Regions from separate parts of the Mus musculus genome. Here regions 2, 3, 4, 5 and 6 are each linked to region 1. A link is a contact called in public Hi-C, HiChIP or PLAC-seq, Micro-C and promoter capture Hi-C data. All regions are on one chromosome and are shown on one strand. Each heading gives the region's core, a stretch centred on a gene start, on an enhancer-like site or on the middle of the called end of the contact. The rest is flanking DNA. Distances are from core to core; before and after follow the strand shown.

Evidence for each region. Promoter capture Hi-C pulls out the DNA fragments that hold promoters and counts their contacts. A called contact is a pair of places that touch in the nucleus more often than the background predicts. HiChIP or PLAC-seq counts read pairs in DNA pulled down with a chosen protein or histone mark.
Region 2: a contact with region 1 is called in a Hi-C map of uterus, with 2.5 times the contacts expected there. The contact joins the enhancer-like site here to the promoter of Lmo4 in region 1. A contact is called at or near these places in 8 of 39 promoter capture datasets (3T3-L1-derived adipocytes, the C10 cell line, embryonic stem cells and 4 more), 1 of 15 datasets of contacts at CTCF or cohesin (large pre-B cells), 2 of 484 Hi-C or Micro-C datasets (myocytes and uterus) and 9 of 115 datasets of contacts at active chromatin or transcription factors (acute myeloid leukemia, astrocytes, embryonic forebrain and 6 more).
Region 3: a promoter capture Hi-C map of the SN4741 cell line shows a contact between it and region 1, with 7 times the contacts expected there. The contact joins the promoter of Kyat3 here to the promoter of Lmo4 in region 1. A contact is called at or near these places in 11 of 39 promoter capture datasets (the 3T3-L1 cell line, the C10 cell line, the SN4741 cell line and 6 more), 2 of 484 Hi-C or Micro-C datasets (B cells and uterus), 4 of 115 datasets of contacts at active chromatin or transcription factors (astrocytes, embryonic stem cells and stem cell-derived neural progenitor cells) and 1 of 9 other capture datasets (liver).
Region 4: an H3K27ac HiChIP or PLAC-seq map of embryonic stem cells shows a contact between it and region 1, with 5 times the contacts expected there. The contact joins the enhancer-like site here to the promoter of Lmo4 in region 1. A contact is called at or near these places in 6 of 39 promoter capture datasets (the 3T3-L1 cell line, the C10 cell line, the SN4741 cell line and 3 more), 1 of 484 Hi-C or Micro-C datasets (muscle stem cells) and 10 of 115 datasets of contacts at active chromatin or transcription factors (craniofacial prominence, embryonic forebrain, embryonic midbrain and 5 more).
Region 5: a contact with region 1 is called in an H3K27ac HiChIP or PLAC-seq map of extraembryonic endoderm stem cells, with 5 times the contacts expected there. The contact joins the enhancer-like site here to the promoter of Lmo4 in region 1. A contact is called at or near these places in 5 of 39 promoter capture datasets (3T3-L1-derived adipocytes, the C10 cell line, cranial neural crest and 2 more), 10 of 115 datasets of contacts at active chromatin or transcription factors (the NIH/3T3 cell line, bone marrow-derived macrophages, craniofacial prominence and 7 more) and 1 of 9 other capture datasets (embryonic stem cells).
Region 6: a Micro-C map of embryonic stem cells shows a contact between it and region 1, with 6 times the contacts expected there. The contact joins the promoter of Ccn1 here to the promoter of Lmo4 in region 1. A contact is called at or near these places in 1 of 39 promoter capture datasets (liver) and 1 of 484 Hi-C or Micro-C datasets (embryonic stem cells).

What each region holds. Positions count from the first base shown.
Region 1 is chr3:144,203,848-144,206,547 of GRCm38.p6, forward strand. It overlaps Lmo4 (LIM domain only 4), which reads right to left and starts at 1,408. Exons shown (of 5, transcript NM_010723.3): 1 at 973-1,408.
Region 2 is chr3:142,939,658-142,942,513 of GRCm38.p6, forward strand. No RefSeq gene overlaps it. Among named protein-coding and RNA genes, the nearest start is that of Gm33289, 29 kb to the right of the region's middle. Within about 2 kb of position 1,489, at least 27 of the 459 cell types and tissues checked have an H3K27ac peak or open chromatin away from gene starts, as enhancers often do. A contact at or near this core is called in astrocytes and uterus, where this site is marked.
Region 3 is chr3:142,699,609-142,702,308 of GRCm38.p6, forward strand. It overlaps Kyat3 (kynurenine aminotransferase 3), which reads left to right and starts at 1,440. Exons shown (of 14, transcript NM_001293560.1): 1 at 1,440-1,567.
Region 4 is chr3:143,157,209-143,159,908 of GRCm38.p6, forward strand. No RefSeq gene overlaps it. Among named protein-coding and RNA genes, the nearest start is that of A830019L24Rik, 84 kb to the right of the region's middle. Within about 2 kb of position 1,428, at least 46 of the 459 cell types and tissues checked have an H3K27ac peak or open chromatin away from gene starts, as enhancers often do. A contact at or near this core is called in the SN4741 cell line, embryonic stem cells, muscle stem cells and 1 more, where this site is marked.
Region 5 is chr3:143,187,850-143,190,585 of GRCm38.p6, forward strand. No RefSeq gene overlaps it. Among named protein-coding and RNA genes, the nearest start is that of A830019L24Rik, 54 kb to the right of the region's middle. Within about 2 kb of position 1,297, at least 5 of the 459 cell types and tissues checked have an H3K27ac peak or open chromatin away from gene starts, as enhancers often do. A contact at or near this core is called in craniofacial prominence and extraembryonic endoderm stem cells, where this site is marked.
Region 6 is chr3:145,648,696-145,651,559 of GRCm38.p6, forward strand. It overlaps Ccn1 (cellular communication network factor 1), which reads right to left and starts at 1,290. Exons shown (of 5, transcript NM_010516.2): 1 at 1,035-1,290; 2 at 527-740; 3 at 1-182. The coding sequence starts at 1,097. It overlaps Gm17501 (a long non-coding RNA gene), which reads left to right and starts at 1,382. Exons shown (of 3, transcript XR_003954574.1): 1 at 1,382-2,225; 2 at 2,688-2,864.

The DNA of each region.
Region 1 (2,700 bases), core at 158-2,657:
CCCCCATCTTTAGTGAGAGGTAAATATATATGTATATTTTTTTTGAAAAGGAAACATTACACTGAGAAAAGCATCCAGTAACCCCATTAGCTAAAGCTCTTAAGGACAAGCAATACCTTAATGCTGATTAAATCTAAAAGAGATGAATCAAGAGGACTGACCAGAAAGTGACTCCCCTGATAACTAAGGACGGGCCCTCATCAAGTTTCATTTAGAGTTGGAAAAAAAAAAAAAGAAAGCTTTTAAGTTAAATAGGCTTATACTCTAGTAATTACATAGCCAAGCAATTTAGGTCCTGGGATAGTCAGTGAAATAGAAAGCAGAGCTGGCAGCTAGAGGCAAAATCTGCCCCCCTTTAACAACGTCTCTGGTGTTTTTTAATGGAGACCAAGGGAGGGACAAACGTAGCGCTGGCCATTTGTAGTACAAAAATGGATGCTTAATTCATGTCTTGATTTTAATTAGGTGATTCACCGGATTTCTCCTGGATTGGAACAAAAGACTTATAAGCCAAGAGGAATTCTTTTTAAAAGAATCAGCAATGCCAGCTCCTGGTCACTTAGAGCTTTTCGTTCCCTGTTTCAAACAGTGTTGGGGGGGGGGTCTTGACTATCGCCCCCACCCACGCACACACCACTTCTCATCTGAGCAGCCCCTGCCTTTCCTTTAGGAACTGGAACTGCCCCCAGCCCTCTCCAGGGTCCCCACCAGCCCCGTCTCCAAGAAGAACCCTTTTGTAAGCAAGGAACCGCTACAAAGCTGGCGGCCCGGGGCTGCCCTCCTTGCTAGCTCGCAGGCCGGCCTCCGGTAGTTTCAGACTCACGCATTATCTAAGGCGACGTATTGTTTACTTGCAATTTGGGACGGTCAAGGGAAGGAAGCCAAAGAAAACAGCCCCGGCCCCGATCAGTTCCCCCCTCCCTCTCTCCCTCGTCCCCTCCGGGCCCGCGGCGTCCCCAGCCACCCCCTTACCTGCTTCTCCCCTATATTGCAACACTGCGAGAGGCGGCGGCGGCGGCGAAATGCGAGCGGAGCCGCTCGGCTTCCAGGGCAGGGGCGCTGGGGCTGGCGGAGCTGGAGGGAGGGAGGGAGTTCTCGCAGAAGCAGGAAAGGGGAGGAGGGGGCTAAGGGCTGCTTTTTTTTTTTTTTTTTTTTTTAATCGCGTGGCTCTGGGGCGGGTAGAGGGAGCCCCACGCTAAGTGGCAGGCGGCCCGGCGAAGAAGTGTCAAGTCTCAGCCCGAGGGTCCCGGTCCTCAGCCCCCGGCTGCGCGCGAGCAGCTGCAGGCTCCCTCGGCCGGGCCCGCGCGGCGCAGCAGCAGCCACTGCTGCAATCGCGGCTGCAAGTTTGGCAATGTGGCTTCACTTTGTACGCGCCCCCGCCCCCGCCGCGCCCGCGCTCCTCCTCCTCCGCCGCCGCCTTCCTCCCGCCCGCCCGCCCGCTCGGGGCCGCCGGCGGCTCGGCCGAGCTCCCCCCTCCCGCGACCTGCGGCCCGGGAGCGGCGGTGCAGGCTCGGTCCCGCGGCCGGTACGAGGACGCACGGAGTGGGGAGCTGCGGGCCGGCCGGGAGCGCTGGACCGATCGGCTGCCCCGCTGCTGCTGCCCGGCTCGGAGGAGGCGGCGGCGCGGGCCTCTAGCCGGCTCGCTCGCTCCTTCGGCGGCGCTTACACATGTGTTACTGACAGAGCAGAATCCCAACTACTCCCCGGCTCTGCCGCCGACGTCAGCGACCCTCAGCCACTGGGCGGCCGGATTGTTCAGGCGGAATAATAAAACCTGCCAATCCGGGGAAGGACAAAGGGTGACTGAAACGAGACTCGGGGGGCGGGGAGCGAGGCGGGCGGCTGAGCCGGCCGGGCCCGGGAAGGCGGGGGGGGCCCGGGGTCGGGGCACGAGAAGGGACCCGGGTGGCGCGGGGGACGCGGCCAGCGAGCGCGTGCCCAGGCTCAGGACCACACCTGCCTGCCCAGCGCGCGAGGACGCGTGGAGCCCGCCCCCGCAGGGCCTCGGGGATCGCCTTCCCTGGCTCAGAGAACAGACCCTCGGGAAACTTACTTTCCCAGAAATGGGTCTCTTCCTGTTAGGGTAGAGGATTCATTCTGCCGGAGGGAGGTGCAAAAGCGGGTGTTTTGTTTAATTCTTCGGGTTGCAGATTTCAAAACCTTAAGCAAAGTGGGAAGTAGTTCCTACCTAAGTACTGCCAGCTTAACCCCATCTTGCTCCCATTAACCCCAGTGTAAACTGGAAGGAGGAGGCATTTCATAGATGCTTGTCAGTTGCTGGTGAATGCAAATCACACCCTGGTTTTCAGAGATGAAGGAAACTTTATGGGCAAAGCTTTTTGCTCACCATTCTGCTTCAGTGTAGAGGGTGTGATGCTAGCTCCCTCGTAGCCCCCTAAAGCGATGCGAGCATTTGCCAGACCTGCTGCTAGCTCACGACCCTGAAAAAAGACTAGTCGTTTCTTGTACAAACCAAGATTTGAGGAATGCTAGCTAGCTTCAGAGCCTCTTTCCAGGGCCAGAGCTCAGCCTGGATCCTTGAACATCAAGTTATTCAACTTTACTCTGCCAAATAGGTTTAATAAATCTCCGATCTGAGGTTAATACTAGGGTTGATTATTAATAGTAAGTTCCAGAGAGATTTTTCTGTTGGAAATTATCATGGAAGTGCAAAGCTGTACTGCTAAGTATCATTAACTA
Region 2 (2,856 bases), core at 239-2,738, 1.3 Mb before region 1:
AGCAACCAAATCCTTCTCAAGGCTCCATTTCCTTGAGGACTTGGGCTAATATATCTATCATAAAATGTTTTTCCTCATCTCATATCTCTCTTTGACTAATCTCCTTTGAAACTTAGAGAGAGAAAAAAAATCTTTTCTTTATCTCTGTTTTCTTACATGCTTTCATTGTTCAGTCTGGCTTCTCTCTATCCTTTTCCTAAAACTGCCTTTGCAAAGATCAATAGTGACTCCCTTTGCTGTTAAATCCAAAGGATAATTTTCAGCTTCTTCATCTTACTTGATCTGTCTGTAGCACTGGACTCTGACCCTAGCTTGTTTCTTCAAACATTGTCTTGCCCTGACTTTTAGACTATGGACTCTCTTGGTGGTTTTTCTTTTTTCTCATGCTATTATAACGGTTCTCAGGAACTTTATGTATGTTGTAAATATTGATGTTTCCCAGGGTTGTCTCTTCATCCCTCTCCCCTTGATTCTCCCTTTCTCTGTATAAATTACCCCTGGGAAATCTTAACCATTCATATACATAGCCTTAGAATCTAGTAACTTTCTAAACTATATTTTAAAGCTAGCTCTTGAATACTTGAAATGTTAAGATTACAAAGCTCAATCTGCTTTCTGGATAGTTCTTCTGTCTTCTATATCCCGGAGGCTGCTGAAACCCAACGTGTCTAAAATTGGACTTCAGGGTCTCTTACCATTTGCATCCGAGCCTGCTTCTGCCTTCTCACCTCAATGATACCTTCGCTCTCAGGTCAGAAACTGAGTGCTATCCTTACTCTCTACCTCAGGGCCTGAAAGGCGAGTGAACTCACCCTACTTTCCCCAAGTTTTCTTAGCTGAGCATGGAGAGCTGCAATACATGGAGTCTGTTGGTCCAAGAAAGCCAGAATGTTTTGCTCATAATCCCTTCTCTCTGCAAATATGATATTGAATACAATATCATTTTATATATTGTGTATGTATTTTATACATGTTTACTTCTGTGGTCCTGGAGATCGAACCCTGGGCCTGCGGGCCTGCTCATAATAGGTGAGAACTCCATCAAAGAGTGGTAACCAGCGAGGATGTGAATGTCTCGGTAACCCCTCAGCTCTAATAACATCAGAACACTGGGCCGTATCTAACCAACGGAGACCTTTTAGTGCTAGCTTTTCCAAGTGTCTCCATGGTGTGTTCCTCTCATCCTCTCTGTCTCCACAGCTCACCAGTTCATGCCTCTCGCTTCTCTCCTGGAATGCTGCAAAGCTTCTCACTTCCCTTCCATCTCTTCATTGCCTCCTCAGCCTGTTCTCTTAATTGCTGCCAAAGTAATTATTTCAAATTTTAACCCGATGATGTCATTCCTCTTCTCAAATCTTCTTAACTGTTGCCCATTTGCACTAAGAGAAGTTGCGTAATGTTTCAGACTCCTCTCATGGCCCCTCCTAAGATTACCCTGTTCCTTCACCAGAACTATTTGTCTCTATTTCACTTTCTCAATACACCATGTCAGCCAGACAGCAGCAGACGTCTTCCACAGAGCAGCCCTGGTTGTAATTTTCTGCCCTCACGGACATAGAACTAACTTCTCCTGCATGGCTTCATTCTTTCCCTCTCACTCTCAAGTTGACTTTTGTGAGGGCCTAAGTGAGAGTCACAGGCTCCACAGGGAAGAGGACAGGGCTAGCCTTCCACATGGTACAGTAACAAGCACTCCATACTTTCTGCTACTGTTGTTGTTGTTGTCCCTTTTTAGCCGTGGTGCTCCAGGGATGATTGCATTTGTCTTCATCCCCCCACCCCCATCTCCCCACGAATACTTTTCCTGAATCCACCCTTCCTCCCACCCCAGGCTCTGCATATTCATCTCTTTCTTATACTGAGCAATTTGGCTCTACCCAACTCCATGAAAGGGCTCAAGAAAACAAAGTGTTCTTTTGTTTCTGAATGTAGTTCTTGCTCAATAACCATCATTTTTAGTTTGAACATGTCCCTTGAGGTCCTCATCCCAAGTAGCTCATTAGAAACATCTCTTTGAAAGTATGGAAACACTCTTACAAGAATATCACACAAGCCTCCAAGACAGTAGAAATGCCTCCCTGCTAGGTCCCAGGCACACTGGCTCTCCTCCCGTGCCTGTCATATTCCTTGTTCTCTCTTATTGCATGTGTGTATAAGCTGCCAACTTCCCCTGGAACGCTTTGAAGATAGCCAGTGTTAGCTACAGTTCATGGACTTGACTCGGACAAAACCAAAACAAAGCAAAATAAAACTCTCCCTAATTATATCATGACTGAATTCAGCAGCGTCACAGGATAAAGTTCACTGCATTGGTCTCCAGGGGATTAGAGAGAAAACAATTTCAGCTTCTAAAAGTGCTTCTCAGGGCTTCCAGTGAAGGCTTGTATGGGACATGAAAGGACTCCAGGAATTAAACAGCTTTCAGCTTGGTTCTAAATTCAGGAATTAATATAATTAATCAAAGCTGCAGCTCACAGTTCCTTTGAAAACAATATGCAGAGTACGTGGCCTCTTCACGAAGTCCACACAATCTTATTAGTTTGAAAGTCAGTCATATCCAATTAGCCCGCTGATTTTTTTAAAAAAGGAGTATTTTTATTAATTCTCTGAGAACTCCATGTTATGTATTTTGCTCACACTCTCTCACCCTGTAACTCCTCCAAGACCCACACCCACTTCTACCCATGTAACTGCATGTTCTTAAAAAACAGAAAAACACTGTAACAGCCTCAAATTCAATTTGTATTGTTCAAATACTCTAGGGTATGGGGACCTGCTCTTGAGTGTTGTGGATCCACCAAGGCTCATCCCCTAAAGGGAAACTGATTCTTTCTCCCCCACACTCCTGTAGCCAGC
Region 3 (2,700 bases), core at 190-2,689, 1.5 Mb before region 1:
CACAAGTCAAAGAAACGGTAAAGGCAGCAGTCCACCATGTGGGCAGTGTAATTATATCAGAAACTAGGAACACAGTGGTCATGAAACATACCCTGTGTTTTGAAATAAGAAACTAGCAGCTTACTGTAATGGTTGTATGTGAAAAGGAGAAGAGAGAGAAAGGAAAGGGACACCGAGCAGCCACTTAGCCTCAAAAACCTTGAGAACGAACTGCGATGTTCCCCAATTCAACCTCAGCAATATCAACAGAACACCGACTGCAGATAAAGCCATTCCAGATCGTCATGAGTTTTAGGTCCAAAGGGGAAAACTCCAAGAATCCCGAATATGGACAGACCCGCTGACTGGGTTCAAAATGAAGGCTTGCCTCACCTCAAGCTCCACTGTAGAATTTCAGGGAGAGACAAAAGTTCACCCTCATCCTTAAGGACCTCTGAAACCTTCTGTCTGCCAGGAAAATCCACTTGCCTATTAAGATACAAAGTGCCTACCAAAGCCACAGAGCTCTCAAGCCCTCCTCCCCTTCTATTCTAAACTTCCAGGCTGTTCCAATTCACAGGACAAACACACACACACACACACACACACACACACACACACACACACACACCTGAAGCTGCAGCCACCGGTTTTTCTTTATAACTCGCAAGGTTTTTCCTGCTATTCCCTCTGCTCTGGAGAGACAGCCCTTGCCAGTCTGCCTCTCTGCTCTCTTCCCATAACTGCTTTGGACTTTCCCCAAATCCTCTAGTTATTCTCTCTCTCCTATATCTTAGGTAAACATCTTCTTCCCACCATGGGTCGGTCAGTTCAGCAGCCTGCCTGTGCCCTTGCTTACAATGAGCACCTTTAATGTTCGTAACAAAATACAGAAGCGCTTGGCTCACTGTGGCAAGGTCAGTGCATCCAACCAAATCCGCTTTTGTTCCTTCCTACAGGCGTGAGTACAGCGTTCAGCCGCTCTCGTGAACTACAACACCTCGACTCCTTTAAACGCAAGAGGAAGAAAATCTAACCCCCAAGCTGTGCTCTTAACAGCTTGTCCTCCCGCTTCAGTGTCACTTCCTCCGCCTTTTAGGTCCTGCATCACTTTACAGTTCCGAAGGAAAGATTCCCTCTCCCTCCTCTCTCCCCATCAGAGGGAACACATAGACAACTACACAGGCCGGCCTCTCAAGCATTTTCAAGTCTTTCTCCTAGAACCTGCTTCGAATCCACGCAGCGGAGATTTAAAAACAGTTCTGCTCCAAACAGTCGCACACTTCCACTTTTTCCTGGATACTCAGCCAAGGCCACGCCCTGTCCCCTAGCCTGGGAGCTTCTTGTGCACTCTCACAGGGCGCGCCACGATTGGAGAAATCCGTAACCAATCTGTAGCCTTAGCCCTGATACCGGAGCCAATCCCTGGTCAGAGCCACGAACCGCCTCCACCCCGCCTCCTCTACAATCAGGAGGGTTCCTGCTGCACTCTGCTTCTGGATCCCCGAGTGCATTCCGCCAGGAACCCCGGCGACACCTAGCGACCTCCGGACTAAGGCCAGGGACGCATTGGAACCAGGAGAACGATGTAAGCGGGCGGGACGTAGTGAGCGGTGACTCGGCCCGGGGCATACAGAGTTTGCGGAGCCGGGAGCCAAAGGGAGGTCGGCGGGCAGGAGAAGCGCCCGTACTAGGCACATGGTCGGACCACAGCGGAGACTGTGGGATTTATCTTGGGGTTGACAGGCTTTTCTTTGGAGAAAAGTCCACCCTTGTCCCTTTTACTCTTGATTGTGTAGTCTGGGTGTTTAGAACGCACCTTTGCAAGGGCAATACTGACTTCAGTTCATCCGTGAAAGATGTTTGTGTTTGTTTCTTGAGACAGTCTCTTCTTCTGGAAGTAGTTTTGTGGCAAAGGAACTTTTTAATCCTCCTATCTCCACTCCCACACACCCGACCCACACACCCAGTGCTAAGATTAGAGGTGTGCGCCACCGCTGCTGGTTTTATTCGGTGCCTAGGTTGGAACCCAGAGCTTCATCCCTACTAACTGAGCTACCTCCCTAGCCCAGATAAGGCGAAAGTTCAGGGTTGGAAAAGCAGTTAAACCAGAAGCTTGAGATTATCTTTTCGGAGCTTTGCAAAAGACAAAAGCAGTCTTAATTGGTGGTGTCTGAAGGTCAAGCATTCTTGTAGATCTGAGCCGCTCGCCCCTAAGCACCTCCATTCAGTGTTCCACCTATGGGCTGCTGGGTAGGTAGGTGGCACACGGGAAGCTTGCTCAGGGCTGCAGCCAGCCAGCCTGTAAATCTGTTCAACTTTTGCCTGTGTGCGGTACCCTAATTTCGGCATCAGGTGACCATACCGCTTCCCTTGTGAGAGAATCTCACTTTCACGCGGCCTTAAAGCCCGTTTTGAATGGTGCCTCTTAACTCTTATGCTGATAATGCCTCTTAACACTTATGCTGATAAACTTGACTGTGTTTTTTATTCATGCTTCACCTCTTCATATGGCCTTGAATGCCTCTGTACTTTGAAAGCTAGAACCCTGTTCACCTCGCTCTGTTGCAATTAGCGAACTTTATAAACACTCTAGAACCCGGCTAACAGGTATGGCATGTGGTGAAAATAAAGGGAGCAGTGTTATTTATCAAGAGGCTGTCTCTGATAAATCTTTCTTGAGCTTTTAGGTAACCTGAAGGTTCCTGACGTTTTCAGATT
Region 4 (2,700 bases), core at 178-2,677, 1.0 Mb before region 1:
GCATACAGATGATTTGGGTGATTGGTCACCTCTGGGCTTTGTTGTGGGTGCTTGGAAGAGCCTCTGGCTGTACAGATTAAGTATCTCCAGTCCTGGTTGAGGGAGCTTGGGGACCCCCTGGCCATAAGGATCATTTAGATTACTGGCCACCTCCAGTCTGGTTGTGGGAGCTTGATGTGGCCTGGCCCTACTGATAACCCAGACCACCAGGCTATTAATCACTTCCTGTTCTCAGCTTTCTGGAAGAACAGGTTTCCTTTTTCCTTTCCTTTCCTTTCCTTTCCTTTCCTTTCCTTTCCTTTCCTTTCCTTTCCTTTCCTTTCCTTTCCTTCCCTTCCCTTCCCTTCCCTTCCCTTCCCTTCCCTTCCCTTCCCTTCCTCTCCCTCCCTCCTTCTTTTCTTTAAACATTTTTTCCTATTAGAAAGATAATCCCGTGTGCTTAACCTTGCTGGTCTCTCTACAGATCTGTGTGGCAAAGATCTTCCTGCTGTGTTCTCTGTGTATCTGTGTGTACTTGGTGCCCATGAAGAACAGAAGAAGGTATCAGATTCCTCAGAACTGGAGTTACAAGTTGTTGTGAGCTGGCATATGTGTGCTCTGAATCAAATCTGGATCATCGGCTCCACGAGTGAAAATTTCAAAGAATCAATAAACTTTTTAAAGTCAAGTTTAATTAAAGTAAAAAAAAAAAAAAAAAAAAAAAAAGAAAGCCAACCCCAAACCCCACAGTACTCTATATAAGAAAGTGGCAAAGCTGAACTACTTGGAGGAACATTGGGGTAAAAAGCTGTAATTCTTTTGTTAGTTAAAGTACTTTACAGATAGTGACATTGTAAACCCAGAATGCAGTGTTTGTTTGTTTGTTTGTTTGTCTTTTGTTGCTTGGTTTTTGTTTTTGTTTTTTCAGAATCATAGATTGCATCAGTGTCGGACTTCAGTCCTCATCTTTGTCTTTGATTCATGGCATTCATGTCTAGCAAGACAACTGCGCCTTTCCTCTATCTGACTGGGATGATTTATTTGCATGTACTAACCCTGTATGTGAAAATGAAAAGAAAAGTTTATGTAGCCATCTTTGAAGATAGAAAAAAAATTGTGCAAGTTCTTATATTTAAGACTATTGCTTGTTGGAATTAATGTCACAAACATCAGAACACCTAATGATTCAAAACTTTACGGTGAATATTTTCTTTTCGGTTTCCCCACACTGTCGTCTGTTTTGCCCTGCTGAGATAGTACACACTCACACCCACAGACCTACTTCCTGACTATTTTTACATAACACTGGTTCACCTACTTGGGAAAGACTCCCCTCTTCGTACCAATGGGGAAAGTAAATTTGTGGAGGAAGTCCTCACCGTCCCCCAGAATCCCTGAGCAGTGTCTGGCCACTCTTATCCGGAGAGCAGATGTCACAGTAGGGATGTTACTTTGCGCTGCAGATGTGAACACAATGGGGATAATTGGAGCCCAGAGTGCCAGGAGCCACATGCTATTCCACAACCACCAACTGCAAAATGCCTGTGACTGTTTCAATGGCAGCAGGGTCAAAGCCTTACTCATGCGTCTGACCCACTGAATTCTTTTGTTTTGGCTCATTGTAAAGGGAACCACAACCTTAGATGACAGTCTGCTGAATTCTTACTCTATTTGCATAAACGGGAGAGGTATGAGTCATACAGATAGCATCCAAAACAGAATCAAGGAAGCAACTTTTCAATTTAAGCGAGTTTGTAAACAAGACCTGTTAGTTGAAGGAATCTGCTGCACTGTCTACACTTTATGCTATTAGTCTTCCAGATTCTCACAAGGGAGCTGGTTCTAGTATTTTGATCAGGGTTTCTGCACATTGGGGAAAAAAGATCACACCTTTGTGGGAGCTATTGTACACTGGTTCTGTTTTGACACTAATTTCAAGAGACTTCAAATGTCCCCAAAAACCAAGAGTCCAAAGCATGTCTAGGTAGAACTTCAGCTGATGTCTGTCTCGGGATGGACCTGGTGCGTTCCTGAACCAACTCTGGTAATTTCCCCAACTTTGGAATCATGAATTCCATGGGCATGTTCGGTAACTAGCAGAATTCACCTTGTGCCTTTGGAACATCTTGGTCAGGTGACTGAGTGAGTAAAATTATTTTAGTGTCAGTCTGATGATGAGAGTTCCAGCCCTGAATCTAACGAGGTGGCAGGAGAGAACTGACTCCCGAGAGTTGTTCTCTGACTGCCGCAGGTACACCATAGCATGAACACACTTCACACACACACCCATCACACACACACACACACACACACACACACACACACACACACACACACACACGGTACTGTTTGTCCTGTTTAGGACAATGTAGATGTATCGGTGAACTATGCTTTATACCAAAGCCTAGCAAGTAAGGGATTCAGCACCTAACAAGCTGATCGATCCATTAAGTTCCACCCAACAACTGATCAATGCAGTGGAAGAAAATTAGTTTAGTTGATTATTTATTTACACTACATTTTCTTTCAGAAATCATTTCTTATGGCTAATAAGGGCATGTAAAATATGATAAATTAGCTGACTACTGAAGAGGGTAAAAGGAAGTGAAGCTGAGATAATCTAAATGATGATATGGTGCTCCGGGGGAGGTGCTCCAGGGCGAGGAAGGCTGAGCACAGGTTTTCTGTTTCCTATTATCAGAGCACTTTCACAGTTACTGT
Region 5 (2,736 bases), core at 47-2,546, 1.0 Mb before region 1:
GTATGTGTGTGTGTGATCTTTAAACATAGGAAATAATGGTATTATTGCATTACAGCATCGGTGACTTTGAGAATAAAGAAATTCCATGAAGTCATTCTCTAAAGGGTGGCATCAACCTTTAATTGTTTAAGTGACAATCACAATGGGCCTTCAGCTAGAGTTTATTGTAAACTTTATTGTTGATCTTATTTTGTTTCCACACTGGAGTGAATGTCTATGCCTTCTAGTTTGTTTCTATTTTCTAAATCTGGTGTTATTCAAAAATACAGAACTAAAGTTTGTGGTAAAGAATAAAGACAGTGGTAATAGATTAGGTGGGTGGTCGTCTTCCTTCCCTGTCTTCCTCCCCCTTCCTCCTTCCCTCTGTCCCTCCCTCCGTCCCTTGCTTCCTTTCCTTCTTCCTTCTTTCCTTTCTTTTTTGCAGAGGGTATTTGCCCTCTGCCTTTTGTTGTAGAGATTAGTGTTTCCATTTAAGTATGCTCCAAACTAATAGAAAATTATACTGAAAATATTTTAAAACTGTCTTTAAATATATCTAGCCAAATATAGCCTTTAGATATCACTCCCAAGGGTGTGGTTTTCATGTCTTCAGGCCAAATCTGGGCTATTTTACTTTTAAAAAAGAATCGTTGTACAACTAGAGTATTTTTAAATGTGGCAGAGTTCTGGTATATATATCTGTGCCATTTCAGTAACTATGAAATGCATAATGTCATTAGAATTCTCAGAAGTCAATGATGCTAAAATGCAGTAACACCATTACTTCCTATGTTTAAAGATTACACACACACACACGCACACACACACACACACACACATGCACACACACACATGCACACACACACACACACACACTCACACACACATGCACACACACACACACACACACTCACACACACATGCACACACACACACACACACACTCACACACACACACACACACACACACACACACATGCACACACACACACACACACACACACACACACACACACACACACATGCACACACACACACACACACACACACACACACACACACACACACACACACACACACACACATGCACGCACACACACACACACACATATGTCCTTTATGACATTGTTGAAGATTTGTGACTTGGTCAGGGTGTCCTTTTCTGTCATGTTTTATCAAATGTTCATTTTGAGCCAATGTGAGGAGAACCGCCGAGCTGGTCATTAGTAGATTAGTCGTCACTACAAAGCCCTGTACTGGGGACGAGCTTGTTTTTACTTGCAGGAAGAGAGTTCCTCTCGGAGAGCAATTACAGCTGATTGACGTGTTTTCATGTGCCTCCAGCCCCGTGTTTTCTTTCCCTTGCTCACTAAACAGGCCCAGATCAAGGACTTGGATTTTACTTTTTTTTTTTGCTCTTGTTTCATTGCTATTAACTAAAATCAGGATACCAGAGACACCAGAGAAAAACTTAGAAATCCTGTAAAGTGAGACTTAAAAGAAATGATAAAATATGTATAAAGAGTTGTGCATTTTGTTGCGGTAGGTTGCTAGACTGATTCCGGAGTAGAGGTGCTGAAAGTCAGTTGAAAGGCAAGAAAATGACAGAGTTGGATGTTCTAATAAAGGAAGCAATTTGTACTTTGTGTGCAAATGTAGCTAATGCCTCATTCCTCTAAAGGATTCAGAGTGTGGTGTTACTAGGAAAGAAAAGCTGGGCTGGAAGCTTACATTCTTCTCTCAGACTTGCTTCTAAATTATAAATAATCTTGAACAAGGCATTTTACTTTTGTGGATTTTTTTTTTTTTGACAAACAAGAGAGGATAAAGGTGATGTCTACAGATTCTTTAAACTCACTTTATTATGGCCCAGAAGGAGAAAAAATATGTGGATGGTACCTTATAAGTACCATAAGTCGAAGACATTGCATCAAATCCTGACCCACTGAAGCAGAGATGATACCTCTGTCCTGCAACATTCTCAGGCTATCAGCTTCCTCAGGACCTGAGATTTATCTGACCAGTGTTCCTAAGCCTAAAGATGGCACCTTACCTCCATACAATAGAAGCTCTCTGAAATACTGTAGAAATGAATGATTGGGGCCCTGGAGCGATGGCTCGGCAGGGAGGAGCACTTCCCAGGTTTCCAGAGCCCTTGAGTTCAGTTCCAGGGGATCTGACACCCTCTTCTGGTTGGTGTGGACACTCATCCATGTGGCACAGTCTCACTTACACGCACATATACACATACATAGAAGTTAATTAGGAAAAAGAAATGAGTGGTTGAGTATGTTTATGGATTATGCCTTTGTCGTTGAGCACATGCTTCTACTTGATTATTACGTCAAAGAGTAACACATTTCCCTCAATAAATGCTTAAGGATATGGGACTTAGATATCCCATGGCTCCCAACGATCCGTGTTGGACAGATCATGGCTTCTCAGTTTCAGCTCTTCTTTTCAGGGCAACCTCCAGAGCAGAAGATGCTAGTGTGAGGGAGGAGGCACTTCCTGGCTTTCTGGTCCTGTATTCATCCTGTCTCCCCCTCCCTTTCATTCTCTACATCTCATATTGAGGATTACAATGGGAGGGGCTATCTGAAAGTACTTTAGTCTCTTCAAGACAGACCCTCTCAAACAGGAATTGTTTATATTGTACCTTGCATGCCATGCCATATGGTGATAGTGAAAAATTCTAGAGACTACCCACACCCAGAAAAATAAAAGTGAGTAATTGTTTATTGGGTGCCACAAGGC
Region 6 (2,864 bases), core at 40-2,539, 1.4 Mb after region 1:
GACTTTCACCAGCCGGGGGTTGGGACAGCCCAGATTGGGGAGAGACAGTTCTTGGGGACACAGAGGAATGCAGCCCACGGCGCCATCAATACATGTGCACTGGTGTTTACAGTTGGGCTGGAAGCTTTCCCCGTTTTGGTAGATTCTGGAGTTATATTCACAGGGTCTGCCTTCTGACTGAGCTGCAAAGACGACCAAAAGAGAGAGAGGAGAAGGTTAAGATTCGCCGCCACAGGCTGAAACTCATACATATTTTCCGCTGTTCAATTCAATGTATGGTAAAGTTCCCTACAGTTCCCCCGAGACTCCAGAGCTGAACAATAAGTTAGTCAGGAATCACTTTTCCGTATGCGCTTTTCGTTGGGCCCAGACACTCTGAATTGCATTCCAGACTGCTGAAATCATGTGCCTTTCTGCCAAGCTACCATCAACAAAGCGTCCACCATACATGGTCTCAAAATTACTAAACTTCTGGACTATGGGGACTATTATTTTTTTTAAAGGGGCCAAACCACAAGCCTCTTACCTCTGCAGATCCCTTTCAGAGCGGTGGAGCTGGCGCCGAAATTGCATTCCAACCCCTTGGTGTGGTCGCAGGGCTGAGTTTTGCTGCAGTCCTCGTTGAGTTGTTTAGCGCAGACCTTACAGCAGCCGCAGCCGTCCCGGACCAACCCGACTCCCGGGGCGCACTTGGGTGCCTCCAGAGGGCAGTGGCAGGCGGCGGGGCAGGTGGAGAGCGCCTGCAAGAGGGAGAAGCGCGTGAGATTGCTTTGCATTGCTCGGGGAGGCACGTAAACTGCCCTGAGCCTAGGTCTGGCTGTGGGGCTCCGTCCACCAGAAGTGTCTCGATCGCGTCCCGGCAGCCTGACCACCCCAGCGGCTGCGTCCCAGGAAGAGGCCCCCTGGGCATAAAGCAACAGCTACCTCCGAACTTTTCAGTCTAACTTTCCCTGCGGTGAAAGATCATGGCCCGGGGAAAGGAATCGATGAGGGCAGACCGGGAAGCAGTGGTTAAAAAAAAAAATCCAACTCACCAGTCTGGTCAAGTGGAGAAGGGTGACGGCGACAGCGAGCGTCCTGAAGGTGCTGGAGCTCATTGTGGCGCGCAGGAGGAACCGGGGCGAGCGCGGCGACACAGAACCAACAAGCCGGCGAGCAGCGGGATCAAATGCGCCCGGAGTGCGGTGAGGCGAGGGCCGAGGCGGCGGGTGTCCTTCTCTCGAGGTGCTGGCGGAGGAGGCGCAGAGATTGCAGGCGCTTCTCTGGGGCGCTCTCGCTCACGGTCTGCCCCAGCGCCGGGAGCCCGCCCTTTATAATGCCTGCCTAGGCGCCGCGTGTTGCAGTGACGTAGCTCTGTCGGCGCGTTCTAGAATTCTCAAACATCTCAGGAATGTTGGTTGGCGCGGGCTGCTGCCAAGCACCTCCCCTGGCTCCGTTGCACCTTTTCCCCCCTCTTCTCAGATCCATCAGAGAGAAAAAAAAGTTCGTTTTTTTCCACTTTAAATAACAACTTCCTTTGGGGAGGGCGGGATGCTTGGGGCGCGAGGGTGATGATTTTGATTGAAGAGGGTATATGGGGGGGGGGGGCGTGGTGTATGTGTTGGTGTGAACCCTTCAGATCTTTGCCTAGACATGGGAGGGCGGGAGACAGAGGAACAAAAGTGGTTTTGTTTGGTGATGCCTACCGGGAAAGGCAGCGAGCTGTTTGCTTGTTTACAACCAAGGTGAGAGTAAAGTTATCTACTGAGAGTCCAAAGGGGAGGGGGAGTTGGTTTCTAAGCCAGGGATCTATTTGTGGACTTCAAAGAGGCATGCTCGGATCAAGTCCCAAAGCTTTGGCATGATGTTTATTAGCCAAGAGAAGTGTATTGCAAATTAATACCCGGAGTGGCATTTATGAATGGGGGGGGGGAGGGAAGCTTCCCTCTTCGCTGGCATATTTCCAGCCAGAGGTCTTCCCTCATCCCTCCCCCTTTTTTTTGGTATGTTGTACTTGTTTGTTTTTGGAGGTTCCCAGTTTTAGTTCCAGCCCACTGCCTGCATTGGAAATCCAAGAGGAAACGAGTGCAGAGTTCTCCCGGAGCCTGACGTCCACTTCCTCACGGATGCCGGAGGCCGGGTCAACCCTCCTGGCCTCTCTCCCTGGACTGGCGGCGGTGGAAACTGAGCAGCCAAAGCAGAAGCGGAGGAGACCACCGTGGAGTGACTTGTCCTGAAATCACCAGGTGCAAAAGCTACCGGGACAAAACAGATTCTAACAGGACCATTGTGCCCTGTGGATAGCTGGAAAAAAGACTCGGGGTGTTTGCAGACACCCTCCCCCACCGCCCCCTATGTGTCTCGCTGTGTGTATTTGTTTGCCCCCCCCCCGTGTGTGTGAGTGTGTGTGTGTGTGTGTGTGTGTGTGTGTGTGTGTCTGGGCCCGTCCATGTGTTTAACTCCTTTGTTTTGGATCACTTAGAAGCCTTCTTTTTCAAGGGTAGTGCAGTGGCTCCCTCCAAGTTCCGAGACATGAGGGATTTAGAAGGCAACACTGTAATAGAGGAAGTTGGGTTTTAAGATCTTATTAAACATACAACTGAAGACACCCCTCCCACACAAGACCCTATTTGGGGTTATTAATGCCATTCATAAACTGGGATAGCTTTTCTTCATTTTTAATATTTAGGGCCTCTCTGCCTTTGCAGCTTCGCGATCTTGCTTAAGAGAGCCTCCTGCGTTGCCTGTTCTATGAATGACTCCAGTGAGAAGGAGAGGCTGTTGCGCACACTCCAGTGAAGACAGCTGTTACTGGAAAGAGTTAAGTTCATTCATTCAAAAGCGCCCTTTCGTAAGTCCTGGAGGAATTTGCTAGAGGCGGTAGG